2 separate regions of the Ovis aries genome follow, and region 2 is linked to region 1. The links are chromatin contacts, called in public Hi-C maps. All regions are on one chromosome and are shown on one strand. Each heading gives the region's core, a stretch centred on a gene start, on an enhancer-like site or on the middle of the called end of the contact. The rest is flanking DNA. Distances are from core to core; before and after follow the strand shown.

Region 1 (6,598 bases), core at 2,062-4,561:
ATATTTGTGAAAAGCAAACTGCTAGCAGATGGAAGCCCTCAAGACCTCCCGCAGCAAGAGGAAAGTGTTGCTACTGTGGGTAAATGATGAACAAGGTCCAAAGACATCAACCTGTTTCCTCTCTGCGCTGCAAGGAAGCGATAGCAGCATGCGTCATTACTCTTGATTGTGCATCACAGCACAGAAACCTAAGGCTTTAAGATGCGCAATTTGAATACATTCCATTCACCAGAATTGTTAAACAGTTTAGAGAACAACACTTTGGGAGAGTCTGATCCCTGGCCAACAATATCCATGACCATCTTAATCTCCAGATTCGTCTCCGCACGTCTTTTAGTCTGAAGCTTATTGAAAAACCTCAATTTCCTCTCAGAGGGAGAACTGATTAGAAATCAGCTGTGTCGGACTCTGAATCATGTCCGCCTGAGCCAGGGAGAGCAAACAGATTTTCATCTAAAGGGCCAACTCTGATCAATAACGGATTCCGCATCTACATCCAGCCGACAGCCAAGAGTAATGTCTGCGTAGGCACTGGAGGGACATGCGTAGGCTGTGGTCTGACTCATTCACCTCCCTGCTCCCAGGGCTTTGAGCAGTACACAGCTCACAGAAGGCGCTCAATCACAGTGTGTGAATGAATAAATGGATAAACTAATTAATCTATCACCTCTGGCTCCTATCTTCGAAAAAGTGCAGCGTTGTAGAAATCACGCTCAATGAGGAGATGTTCGTTTCAAGGCTACCAACTACCTGGTTAAGTCTCTTTACCACCACCTCTCAATATCCTTCTTTATAAGATGAACACAGCAGAATCTACCCTGATTAATAAGCAGTTGAAATAATGCACTTTACTGAAAACAACCCAGCACCAGACATTTTTCTGTAGCTGAATCCATCGATTCACCATGTTGCCATCTGCGTCTCAGAATGAACTGGCCTCTTTTAGCTGTCTGACCTCAGGACCTCCTGGAGACAGGATTATTTCTCAGGTGCAACCGCCTCTGGGAAACTAGCTTCAGAAAGATGGAGAAGGACTAAGGAGCAGAATAGGGTATGCTCCTGAATAGACACATCTATTCATTGCCGTGAATAGACACATCGGTGATGAAATTGTTAACTTCTGCACAAAATTACATGGTGAACTTTACAATAACATAATAAAAGGAGAACATGAAAAATCTAAGTGCTACACAGTGACATTTAGATACAAGAGAAGAGGTTTCCAGAGGTGTCTCCTTGACAACCAAAGGCAGAGTGGAGGGAGTGTAACCTTCTGTAGCCTGTTTCTGTCAAAACAAACTATCACATCACTGCATCTGTTCTAGGTAGGGGGGGGCCTCTCTGGGTTCCACAAAAAAAATCATATTTATCCATTAGAGTAGATTTCATACTCTTTACATGATTCAAAAATGAACATCACAGGGACATTAGAGAATCACATTCAAACTTTTTAGGGTGGCATTCCAACTCCTCTGTGATCAATCATACACCATCTATCTCCCATTCTCTTTCCTCTGCTCAGATCTTTCCAAAGGCTTTACATCCACATGAACTAAAACCCCCAAACCCTTATGCCACTGGCAAAGCCTGTAGAATCTGGATGATGTCACCTTCCCCCAGGCATCTGCTGTCACGTTGCCCCTCACCTACTCTTCTGAAGACCTGCTGTGTGTTAGACAGTGATCCCCGCCCCACACCAACGTGTTTGTCTCTGCTGTGCCCTCATCCCGGCGCACCTTCCACCTCCCTCCTCTCAGGTCCCTGTTGATGCTTCACCTTATCAAAGAGGGCTTCCCTGGCCATTCTCTTTGAATTACCAACTCCCGCTGCAGCATCCTCAGGTCTCTAACCCTTCATTGCTCGTCTACCCTCTGACATTTTGTCATATATGTGTGTGTATATACCTGTGTGTGTGTGTGTCTTTGCCCTCACGCACTGTTGCCCCTCCACCTAGGATCTTCTCCCCTGTTCATCTCTTCCTGGTGCCCAGGGGGATACTGTCGACCAGACACGAGCCAAACTAACTGGGAGGAAAGGACAGAAAACGGGAAGGAGAAGCTTGCCAGAAAAAGGTTGCAGCAGAAAAGAATTATGATAGGAAACAGAGAGAGGTGGAGAAATCACTAACTCTAGAAAAGAAGAAGAGAGTGAGAGGGAAACACTGAGCAGTGATCTTCACCAACCTCAGCCTCTTGTCTCGGACATGCATTTAAAGTGTCTGTTTCATCGCCAGCATCCAGAGTATAGCCTCTCATCTTTCTTCTCCTCCCACCTTTCCATCAACCAAGATCTTTCTTTTTTAATTTATTTTTTACTGAAGTATAGTTGATCTACAATACTGTGTTAGTTTCTGGTGTATAACAAGGTGATTTAGTCATATGTATATTCCATTGTAGTTTATCACAGGATATTGAATATAGTCCCCTGTGCTATATGGTAGGACCTTGCTGTTTATCCACTCTATATGTAATATCATCCCAAACTCCCAATCTCTGCTAATCCCAAACTCCCAAAATCTTCCTTACCCTTTAAGATCAATTTAAATGCCCACCCAGAGGCTCCTCTGCCCAACCCCTCAGAGTTTATATAGCCCTGAAGCCTTCGTTAGGTCTTCTCTCCAGATTTAGAGAGACTTTTCTTTTTCCACTTTTTTTCCTACAACTAGATAGTAAACTTCTTGGGAAACAGTTGTGTATATTCTTTTGAGATATGTTTGAATCCTGATTCCAATACTTAGAAATGTATTTCATTGAATCAAAATTGATATAAAACACAGCATTATTTTATATACCAGTAAAAACAGAAAAATACTGCCCATTAATTATAAGACACCATCAAGTATAAAATGCATCCTGATTGCAGAAATCTGAGAATGTGAAAAGGATACATCAAAGAAATGATGAAATAATGGAAGCTATGAGGATTTAGACTAGAGGCTAAACTTTGAAATTCAGACTTTCCATTTATGAAAACCAGGCTTTTTTCATTTATTCGACAAATATTTATCCATGCTTAAACATTACAATTTTTTATTAAAAGGAACAGGAACTGGCTCTGGTTAAACAAGTCAAGATTTACTTAAGGAAAGGTACTGGGAGCTCAGAAAACTAAAGAGCGGCTGGAGAAGCAAGACCCAGAGGAACATGAGGCCTAGGAAACAGGAACCATGGCAACAGTCTCCCACCAGGAGGGGTCTGCTTAGGATAGAAATTCTGGTACTTAACATTTTATCTTGCGTTGGATAAATTCAGGAGCCTCTGATGGATGGAGCCTGCCCCCTTGTGTAGGGGTCCTGGCCAGCATCTGCCCCTTTTGGCTTCCAAAGTAGAAAGACAAGCACCTGAATTTTCCATCCTATCAAAGCTACATGCAACAGGAGACAGAGAATTCCCCAAAGTGATTTGGGACACTGTTGGGAAGGCAAGGAAGGAGGAATGGATGTTCTGTAGCAAAACAAAAAGCAAAAGGAAGACAAATCTCACAGTGAGTTCTTAACATATTTTTCCCAGGTGGCTCAGTTGGTGACAAATTCACCTGCAGTGCAGGAGACACAGGAGATATGGGTTCTGTCTCTAGGTCAGGAAGATTCCCCTGGAGGAGAGAATGGCAGCCCACTCCAGTGTTCCTCCCTGGAATCCCATGGACAGAGGAGCCTAGCAGGCCACAGTCTATAGTGTCACAAAGAGTCAGACAAGACTGAAGTGACTGAACACGCACGCAGTACCCAGTGAAAGAGACAGGTATTACCATATTGTTTTTCCATGAAGAAAAGAGATTGCTACGAGAGGATAACTGGGGAGACCTAAATCCAATGACCCTTTTCTCCATCCTCATTTCACATGGACTGTCAACAGCTTCTGATGCAACTGACTACTCCCTCTCTGAAACATTTTCTTCACTTGGCTTTGAGAAGATCCTGTCCTCATGGTTTTCCTCCTCCCTCACTAGCCATCCCTTCTCCTGTGCTAGATCCTTCAACTCCCCAACCCTCCAATGCTGGCGGGTCCCAGGATTCAGACCTCAGACCTCTACTCTGTCTACGCTCACTCCCATGGGACTCTATCTAATCTCAAGTTTTTCAATAATATCTGTACACAGAAGACTGATAGATTTATTTCTCCAATCAGAACCTCTACGTGGACCCCAGACTTACATATCTGACTGGTTTCAATATCTCCATTAAGATGTCTAATCACAGGTTCAATCTGATCATGTCTAAATCTAACTCCTCATCTTCTCTCTGCCAAGCCTGCCCCATAGTCTTCTTCATTTCAGGCAGTGGAAACTCTATCCTCCCACAAACCTCGTGTTGCCTTGGGCTCCTGTCTATCTCTTACACCCCACAGCTAATCCATTGGCAAAGCCAATAAATCTGACCACTTCTGGCAACCCCATCACCAGCACCCTGGTCCAAGCTAAACTCATCTCTCCTGAACTATTGGAATAGCCTCCTAATTGGCCAGTTTGTTTCTGCTCCTACCCTCCTACATTCTAATTGTAGCACAATGCATTGTAACCCTTTAAAAACCTAGATCAGATTACGGACCCTTCCTCAAAGTCTTGGGATGGTCCATAAGCCCTTACATAGTCTTCCTTCAGCCCTCTCCAAACCTTATCCCCTGGCTCTCTCTCATTCATCCACTCTGCTCTAGCAGGATTTCTTCCTCCACTTTTTGCAACTGCTCTTGCTTCCTCCCAGAATGCTCTTTCCTCTAGGCTTTCATATGGCTTCCTCCCTGTCTCTTTTAGGTCTTTAACAAAATACCATGTCACTACCAAAGTTAAAACTGTAACACACCACCCAGAAACACACCCATGTACAACCTCCTGCCGAATTCCCCATCTGATTTCCTCCATGCCACTCATTGCTATCTGGCATGTTATATATTTTATCTACATGTGTGTTAACACATTAGAATGTGTTAACATTAGAGTGTAAACTGTGAGGGTGGGGGCTTCTGGTCACTGCTTACAACATTGCTTGGCACACAGCATGCTTTCAGTAAATATTCTTTGAATGAATCAAGTTGCCTAATCTTTCGAATATCAATTAAATAAATGTGAGAAATAACCCACACCTACAATATAAGATTAACCTAAGAGGCCAATGAAATACTGTGCCTTGTAAACCAAGCTAGGCTATATAAATGTAAGGAAGTTTGAGAACCTGTGTTCCATGTGGCCACATTTGACATTCCGCTAATTTAGCACTTTTATGTGGACTGAAAACATAAAACCTTGTTTTGCTACTTGCAGTACAAGTTGTTTAGTCACTAAGTCATGCCTAACCCTACTGCGAACCCAGAGACTGTAGCCCACCAGGTTCCTCTGTTCATGGGATTTCCCAGACAAGAATAATGAAGTGGGTTGCCATTTCCTTCTCCAGGGGATCTTCCAGACCCAGGGATCAAAACTGCATCTCTTGCTTGGCAGACAGATTCTTTAGAGACCAAGAAATATCTTTTCCTTTCCTCCATGAAGTTATATGTCCTATCCTCTTTTCACTACACTCTCGTTACCGGCTTCTCAAAACCCTATATGAAATAAAAAGAAGCTAACAAACACCTATAAAGCAATGTTATGGGACAATAATAATGATAATTGGTAGCTTTTCTGAAAACATATTTTTAAAGCATATTTTAAAATGAAGCATCTGGTGGGCTGAACTAGTAGATTAAGAGGAAGATAAATACAGTGGGAGGGGAGCCCTGGCTGACCCCTGCCAAAGAAATATTCCCTATAGCTGAACCACAGGCAGTAGCATTGAGCTGACTTCCTCCCAAGACAAATCGGAGCTGCATTCATATTGCATCAGCCTCCAAACAGAATGAGTTCTTGGACCTATCCCACCTGGCAGGCTGGGAATATATAATTATAAGTCCGCTGATAGCAATTGTACATGTTTCAGTAGATTAGGAAAAGCAACTAAACAGGGAGTAATTGAATTCAACGCGGTGTGCTAGGAGGGGCTGATTTTCTGGCATTTGTGTTCCACTCAGGCGCTTCCTCCCTCTCCATCTTCATGGCTTGCCTGTCCAATCAGACAAGTCAATTACAGCGGGACTCTGTCTTCCTGGAAATGCAGTGGGGAGGAAGGATTATCAAAGAGGAGCACCTGCTATGCTGTTGTTTAGCCACTAAGTCATGTCCAACTCTTTGCGACCCTATGGACTGCAGTCCGCCAGGCTCCTTTGTCCATGTGATTTCCCAGGCAAGAATACTGGAGTGGGTGGCCACTTCCTTATCCAGGGGGTCTTCCCCACCCAGGGATCAAACCCACATCTCCTGCATTGGCAGGCAGGCTCTTTAACCCTGAGCCACTCGAGAGGACATGGAAGGGAGTCCACCATCTTGCTGGGATTCACCTGCTTCCCTTGAGAGGTTCATGCCTGGAAGGCAGTCCAAGGCTGGCCAAGGGTTGAGCCTGAGAGTGGGGAATTAAGGGTCACTGTGGGGATAATATGGTAATTAGACCTACCAATTATGAAGTGCGTACTTTGTACTTTGTACCAGGACTATGCTAGGGACCTTGTAGGCATGCATCATCTAATCTCATACTCACCGTAACCTAGTGAGGTTGGTACTAATGCGTTCACCA
Region 2 (6,143 bases), core at 69-2,568, 260 kb before region 1:
TTTATGGATCATACTCCTCTTTAAAGTGAAAGTGAAGTCGCTCAGTCATGTCCGACTCTTTGCAACCCCATGGACTGTAGCCTACCAGGCTCCTCCCTCCATGGGATTCTCCAGGCAAGAATACTGGAGTGAGTTGCCATTTATTTTTCCAGGGGATCTTCCCAACCCAGGGATGGAACCCGAGTCTCCCACTTTGCAGGCAGACGATTAACCTCTGAGCCACCAGGGAAGCCCCATACTCCACTTTGAGTTATCATAAAATATTGGTTGTATTTCCTATGCTGTACAATATATCCTTGTAGCTTATTTTACGCACAGTAGTTTGTGCTTCTTAATCCCCTACTCCCATCTCACTCCCTTCCTTCATCGTGCTTCCTACTGGTAATCACTAGTTTGTTCTTTCTATCTGTGAGTCTATTTCTGTTTTGTTATATTTGCTCATTTGTTTTATTATTATTTTTTTAGATTCCACATATAAGTGAAAATATGCAGTCTTTGTCTTTCTTTGTCTGCTTATTTCACAAAGAATAATACCTTCCAGCGAGGTTCTGAAATAGGAGAGCATGAGCGTTCTTAAATAGGGGTTTAGTCTCTTCAACAGCTTCTCACCTTTGAGAAACTTAATCTTCTTAGGAAGCCCCAGCTCTCAGTATATAAGCTGTGCAGCCAGCGACCAATGGGAAGCGCGCTGGGAGCTCCTCAGTGATTCCTGAGCTGAGGCCATCCCAGAGGGCCTCTCAGAGAAGTGGGAATGAGCTGAGTCTTCAAGTGGGTGGTTAACAGGGCAGGATAAAGGAGGAGAGTGTGAGTGTGAAGATGAACTTTCACAAGCATTATCTGGAAAGCTGTGACTAGAGTAGCCTGCCTAGAAGATGGGCTGATACGCAGTGCATAGAAAAGCAGACAGGAAGCGGAGTGTAAAAAGCCTTAAATGTCAGGCCACGGGGGCTGGACACCTGGACCCATCTCTTTAGAACTGGAGTCTGGTCCCGGCAACCACTAGGCAGTCACAGAAAGGCTCCTCTTGCGTGAGGCCAAGGGTGGTCACCAGATTGATAGGGAGCCACTGGGTTCGGCCACGAGGTACGGTTGTACAGCTTGTGCGCTGCGCCAGAGTGCCTGACCAACGCGCAGTTCTCCCTCCCCATCAAGCTGTGCGCCCTGGCATGGGACTGCCTTCTCCCAAAGGGCCTCCTCCATCCGGTGTTCAAAGACACCCTCGCGAGCTGGCGGTGGTCAGATCCTCTCAAGTGACAGCCGTGGGTGTTTACATTTTCTCAGAGCAGCCGCTGTGTATGTTCCCAGGGTGTCCCGGGGAGGGCGCTGCTCAGCTTAGCACAGGCCGACCGAGTCCTGACCGCAGAGCTGTTCTAAGAATGCGGCCAGAACTGGAGCAAGCCGGTTTTCAGCTCCGGGGCTCACGGACCAGCGAGCAAGTGGTCTGTACCTGTCCTCGCGGCCGAATTCAACGAAATCCTAACTTCGAGGAGGACTCGATTCCCAGCACGAAAGAAGTGAGAACAGAGCCTCTGCAGCCCTAAAGCTCCTAACGTGCTCCTAAAGTTCGGACCGGCAGCCCTCTGGACTGAGGGGCTTGGGCGGAGACTTGTCCCGCAGTTTCCGGCCTGGCAGGAGCAGAGACACAAGCGGAGGATCCAGAGAGACGCGGGGGCTCCAAGGATGGGGCAGCGGGTGTGTCTCATCAGGGGACACAAGCGGAGGATACAGAGAGACGCGGGGGCTCCAAGGATGGGGCAGCGGGTGTGTCTCATCAGGGCCACTGCTAGCCTTTGGGTTCTCCTGTCACTGTGGCAACCAGAAACTTTCCCCTGCGTGTTTCAAAGCCCCCCTCAGGAGGGTTGAATCATTCCCAAATGACAGCTGAGCCAGGTCCTGGCGTTGAAGGCAAGGGTCCCAGCCTGATTCAAAGGCAGCTGAGCACAGCGCCACGGTCTCCCGCCAGGTTCTTGGTTAGGCTCCTCTGAAGAGTGTACTCTGCTGACTGTGGTGCACCACCACCACCACCACCACCACCACCCCGCGCCCCGCCACGCGCCCAGCAAGGAGCGCCCAGGGTTCCCCCCCCCCACCCCCAATTATTGTCAGGGAGGTGAACCCAGCATCAAGGCCACCACTTAGCCTGAGAAGATCATGCGTGACTTGGGGTGTTTACTGCTCCTTTGCCTTATTTTCATATTTTATCCCATCCTTACGAGTATTTAAACAATGTATTGTTTCATCTTGGTCCTTTTGGAATGTTACAATAAGATCATACCTTAGTTGAGTTACCTTTTTTAAAAATTAAAAGCTATGCTTGTGAGGTTTATTTGAGTTGATGCCAGTAGGTGTAATTCATTCATTTTCACTTTCTCACACAAGTCTCCCAGGGCACGTGGGCAAATGTCTTGAGGTATGTATTTACGAATGAAGGGAATAGGTCAGAGAGTCAGATTTTCAACTTCTGTGCGGCACCAAATTGTTTTGCAAAGTGATTGCACAAATTTCACTGCTACTGGCAGTATGCGAAAGGTTCCTATTAAACCACATTCTCATAAATACCAGCTATTAGCTTAATTTTCTCAATCTAGTGTGCGTAATATAGTATCTTCTTGTTCTTAGTTTTCATTACCCTGGTTACTAATGAGATTAAACATAATTTCATGTTTATTTGTCATTTGTGCTTCCTCTTCTGTGAAATGCTTATTTGTTCCTGTTCTGTTCCCACTTTCATTAGGTTGTCCTAATTTGTAGAATTAAAAAGCATGCAATCTGAATATTAATTCCTTGTTAGTTATATCTCTTACAATTTTCTTAGTATTTTCACTTTGTGGTATCTTTTGATAGTATTAATGTAGATGTATTACCAGTGTTTTCTTTTTTTAAATCTATTTCTTATATTTATTTGGTTATGCCAGGTCTTAGCTGTAGTATATCGGATCTAGTTCCCTGACCAGAAATCAAACCCAGGCCTCCTTCACTGGGAGCACAGAGTCTTACCACTAGACCACTAGGGAAGTTCAGTTCAGTTCAGTTCACTTCAGTTCAGTCGATCAGTCGTGTCCGACTCTTTGCGACCCCATGAATCGCAGCACGTCAGGCCTCCCTGTCCATTACTAACTCCTGGAGTTCACTCAGGCTCACGTCCATCGAGTCCCTGATGCCATCCAGCCATCTCATCCTCAGTTGTCCCCTTCTCCTCCTGCCCCCAATCCCCCCCAGCATCAGAGTCTTTTCCAATGAGTCAACTCTTCGCATGAGGTGGCCAAAGTACTGGAGCTTCAGCTTTAGCATCATTCCTTCCAAAGAAATCCCAGGGTTGATCTCCTTCAGAATGGACTGGTTGGATCTCCTTGCAGTCCAAGGGACTCTCAAGAGTCTTCTCCAACACCACAGTTCAAAAGCATCAATTCTTCGGCACTCAACCTTCTTCACAGTCCAACTCTCACATCCATACATGACCACAGGAAAAACCATAGCCTTAACTAGACAGATCTTAGTCAGCAATTGAATATACTATCTAGATTGGACATAACTTTTCTTTCATGGCTGCAGTCACCATCTGCAGTGATTTTGGAGCCCAAAACAATAAAGTCTGACACTGTTTCCACTGTTTCCCCATCTATTTCCCACGAAGTGATGGGACCGGATGCCATGATCTTCGTTTTCTGAATGTTGAGCTTTAAGCCAACTTTTTCACTCTCCTCTTTCACTTTCATCAAGAGGCTTTTAGCTCCTCTTCACTTTCTGCCATAAGGGTGGTATCATCTGCATATCTGAGGTTATTGATATTTCTCCCAGCAATCTTGATTCCAGCTTGTGTTTCTTCCAACCCAGCGTTTCTCATGATGTACTCTGCATAGAAGTTAAATAAGCAGGGTAACAATATACAGCCTTGACATACTCCTTTTCCTATTTGGAACCAGTCTGTTGTTCCATGTCTAGCTCTAACTGTTGCTTCCTGACCTGCATACAGATTTCTCAAGAGGCAGGTCAGGTGGTCTGGTATTCCCATCTCTTTCAGAATTTTCCACAGTTTATTATGATCCACACAGTCAAAGGCTTTGGCATAGTCAATAAAGCAGAAATAGATGTTTTTCTGGAACTCTCTTGCTTTTCCCATGATCCAGCGGATGTTGGCAATTTGGTTCCTCTGCCTTTTCTAAAACCAGCTTGAACATCAGGGAGTTCGCGGTTCACGTATTGCTGAAGCCTAGCTTGAAGAATTTTGAGCATTACTTTACTAGCATTTTATTTTTAAATAATCATTTTAATAAATTGCAAGGTTACAAAGGTATTTGAAATTTCCTCTAAAAACTTTTTGCATATTTAAAATTTTAATCTTTTGGAAATTAACTTTTGTATATGAGAATTAGTATTACCTTTCAAGTTTTCTTTTATGGATAAGCAGTTACCTCAGCACCTTTTATGGAATGCTTTGCCCATAATTTTCAAGGTCACTCTCTTCATCTAGCAACTCATATGATAAATGTATACCTATTTCCTTCTCTGTCCCATTGATAAATCTGACTATCCTGACCTCAAAACCACACTGTTTTAACTACATTCACTTTCTAGTAAGCCTTGTAATCCAGGAAAGAAAGTTCCTTCATCCTGTTTGTCTTCAAAATGTCTGGGCTCTTCTTGACTATTTGCTCTTCTGTTTGGAGAGAGAATAATATGCTAATAAAGCCATTTAACCCTTTTCTTTGCAAAAACAGTTTGGACTACTCTTTCAGTCTATTTAACAATTATAAAGTTATTTAGATTTGCATTTCTTCAATTACTTTCATAAGCAGTATATTTTTAGGAATGTTTTCATTTCTTTTAGTGTATAGGCATAAAGTAGTGTATTCTAGTACCACTTTTTTAAAAAGTTTTGTAGACATGTCCCTTTGTTCATATATATTCATTCCTTCTCTCTTCTCAAATCTTAACAGAGGTCGATTAATCCAGTTTTAACAGTTTTTTCAAAGAACTTTCGATTTGGTAGTCCTCCTGTGTCATGTCCTTGCTTCCTGTTGTTCTGATGTATGCTCCTTTCTGTGTTATAGCCTCCCCTCTGCTTTCCTAGTGTTTATTTTATCTTTCAGACTGGGTGGATTTCAATGAAGTCCTTACCACCAATTTATGATTTGGCTTGCTCAGTTCTAGTAAGTCTGGTATTGTGTATTTTTTACCTTCTTTCCCTTTTCCAAAAGTTTGTTGCTGTAGTTGTTTTTTTCTTATATTCTACCCATATTTGTGAGCATATATCTTTTTTTTTAAATAATAGGTTTGGGGAAAGGAATCAAATTGTTTATATGTAGATGTATGTGCTCAATTTTCTGTCTTCGCCTGGAACCTATAACCATTTATTAATCTTTCTTTCTCATTTATCACCTTCTGATTCTCACTGGGATATATTCTGTTTAGTTTCTCCAACTCTGTCTTCTAGTTCACTAATTCTCTCTCCTTTTTAACCCATCCCCTGGATTTTATTTGATAATAATGATATATTTTGTTTATAAAAATTATATTTAATCTTTCATCTCTACCATTTTATTTTTGATGGTCTGCCCCTTGCATTCTGTTTCTGTGACTTTGTAATCTATTTCTTTAAGGATTTCAAACATAGTTGTTTCACATTTATATATAGTTATTTTAATATTTAAAATCTTTGACGGTCTAAATCTGATGTACTTTGTTTCTTCCGTCTCTGGCCCAAAGTTATTTGCTTTCTTATGTTTTTGTTTCTTAAATTTTATTAAGAGCTTCTATTTTGATCTTTATCTGTGGAAATCCTAGAAACCCTAATTGCTTAATTGAGGAAGCTTTTCTCTAGAGCAGAATTGCATTTGCCAAGAGCCAGAGGGTGTTACCTACCTATAAAAACTTTAGCGCCCCCCCCACTCCGCCCCCAACTAGAATCCCAGGCTTAATCTCTTCATCTTGTTACTTAGCTTTGATTTTTGATTTTAGAATCAGCGTTTACCAGCAGGGCAGCCCTGTCTTTCTCCCGCACTTATCACAGTGAGTTCAGATCTTTGGGAAAGGGTGAGTGTGAGCGTGGATGAGTCATACATTGCTTCTCACAAACCTAGGGATAAAATCAAAGGTGTGTTTTATCAGGTTGTATTCATTTCACAGTAGGGGAGACTTCGTAG

The links. Hi-C and Micro-C count contacts between places; a contact is called where the count stands out from the background.
Region 2: a contact with region 1 is called in a Hi-C map of liver, with 5 times the contacts expected there. The contact joins two enhancer-like sites. A contact is called at or near these places in 8 of 16 Hi-C or Micro-C datasets (hypothalamus, liver, mixed tissues and 4 more).

What each region holds. Positions count from the first base shown.
Region 1 is chr1:43,497,399-43,503,996 of ARS-UI_Ramb_v3.0, reverse strand. No RefSeq gene overlaps it. Among named protein-coding and RNA genes, the nearest start is that of GNG12, 20 kb to the right of the region's middle. Within about 2 kb of position 3,311, at least 1 of the 54 cell types and tissues checked has an H3K27ac peak or open chromatin away from gene starts, as enhancers often do. A contact at or near this core is called in liver, where this site is marked.
Region 2 is chr1:43,759,561-43,765,703 of ARS-UI_Ramb_v3.0, reverse strand. No RefSeq gene overlaps it. Among named protein-coding and RNA genes, the nearest start is that of DIRAS3, 40 kb to the right of the region's middle. Within about 2 kb of position 1,318, at least 27 of the 54 cell types and tissues checked have an H3K27ac peak or open chromatin away from gene starts, as enhancers often do. A contact at or near this core is called in liver, where this site is marked.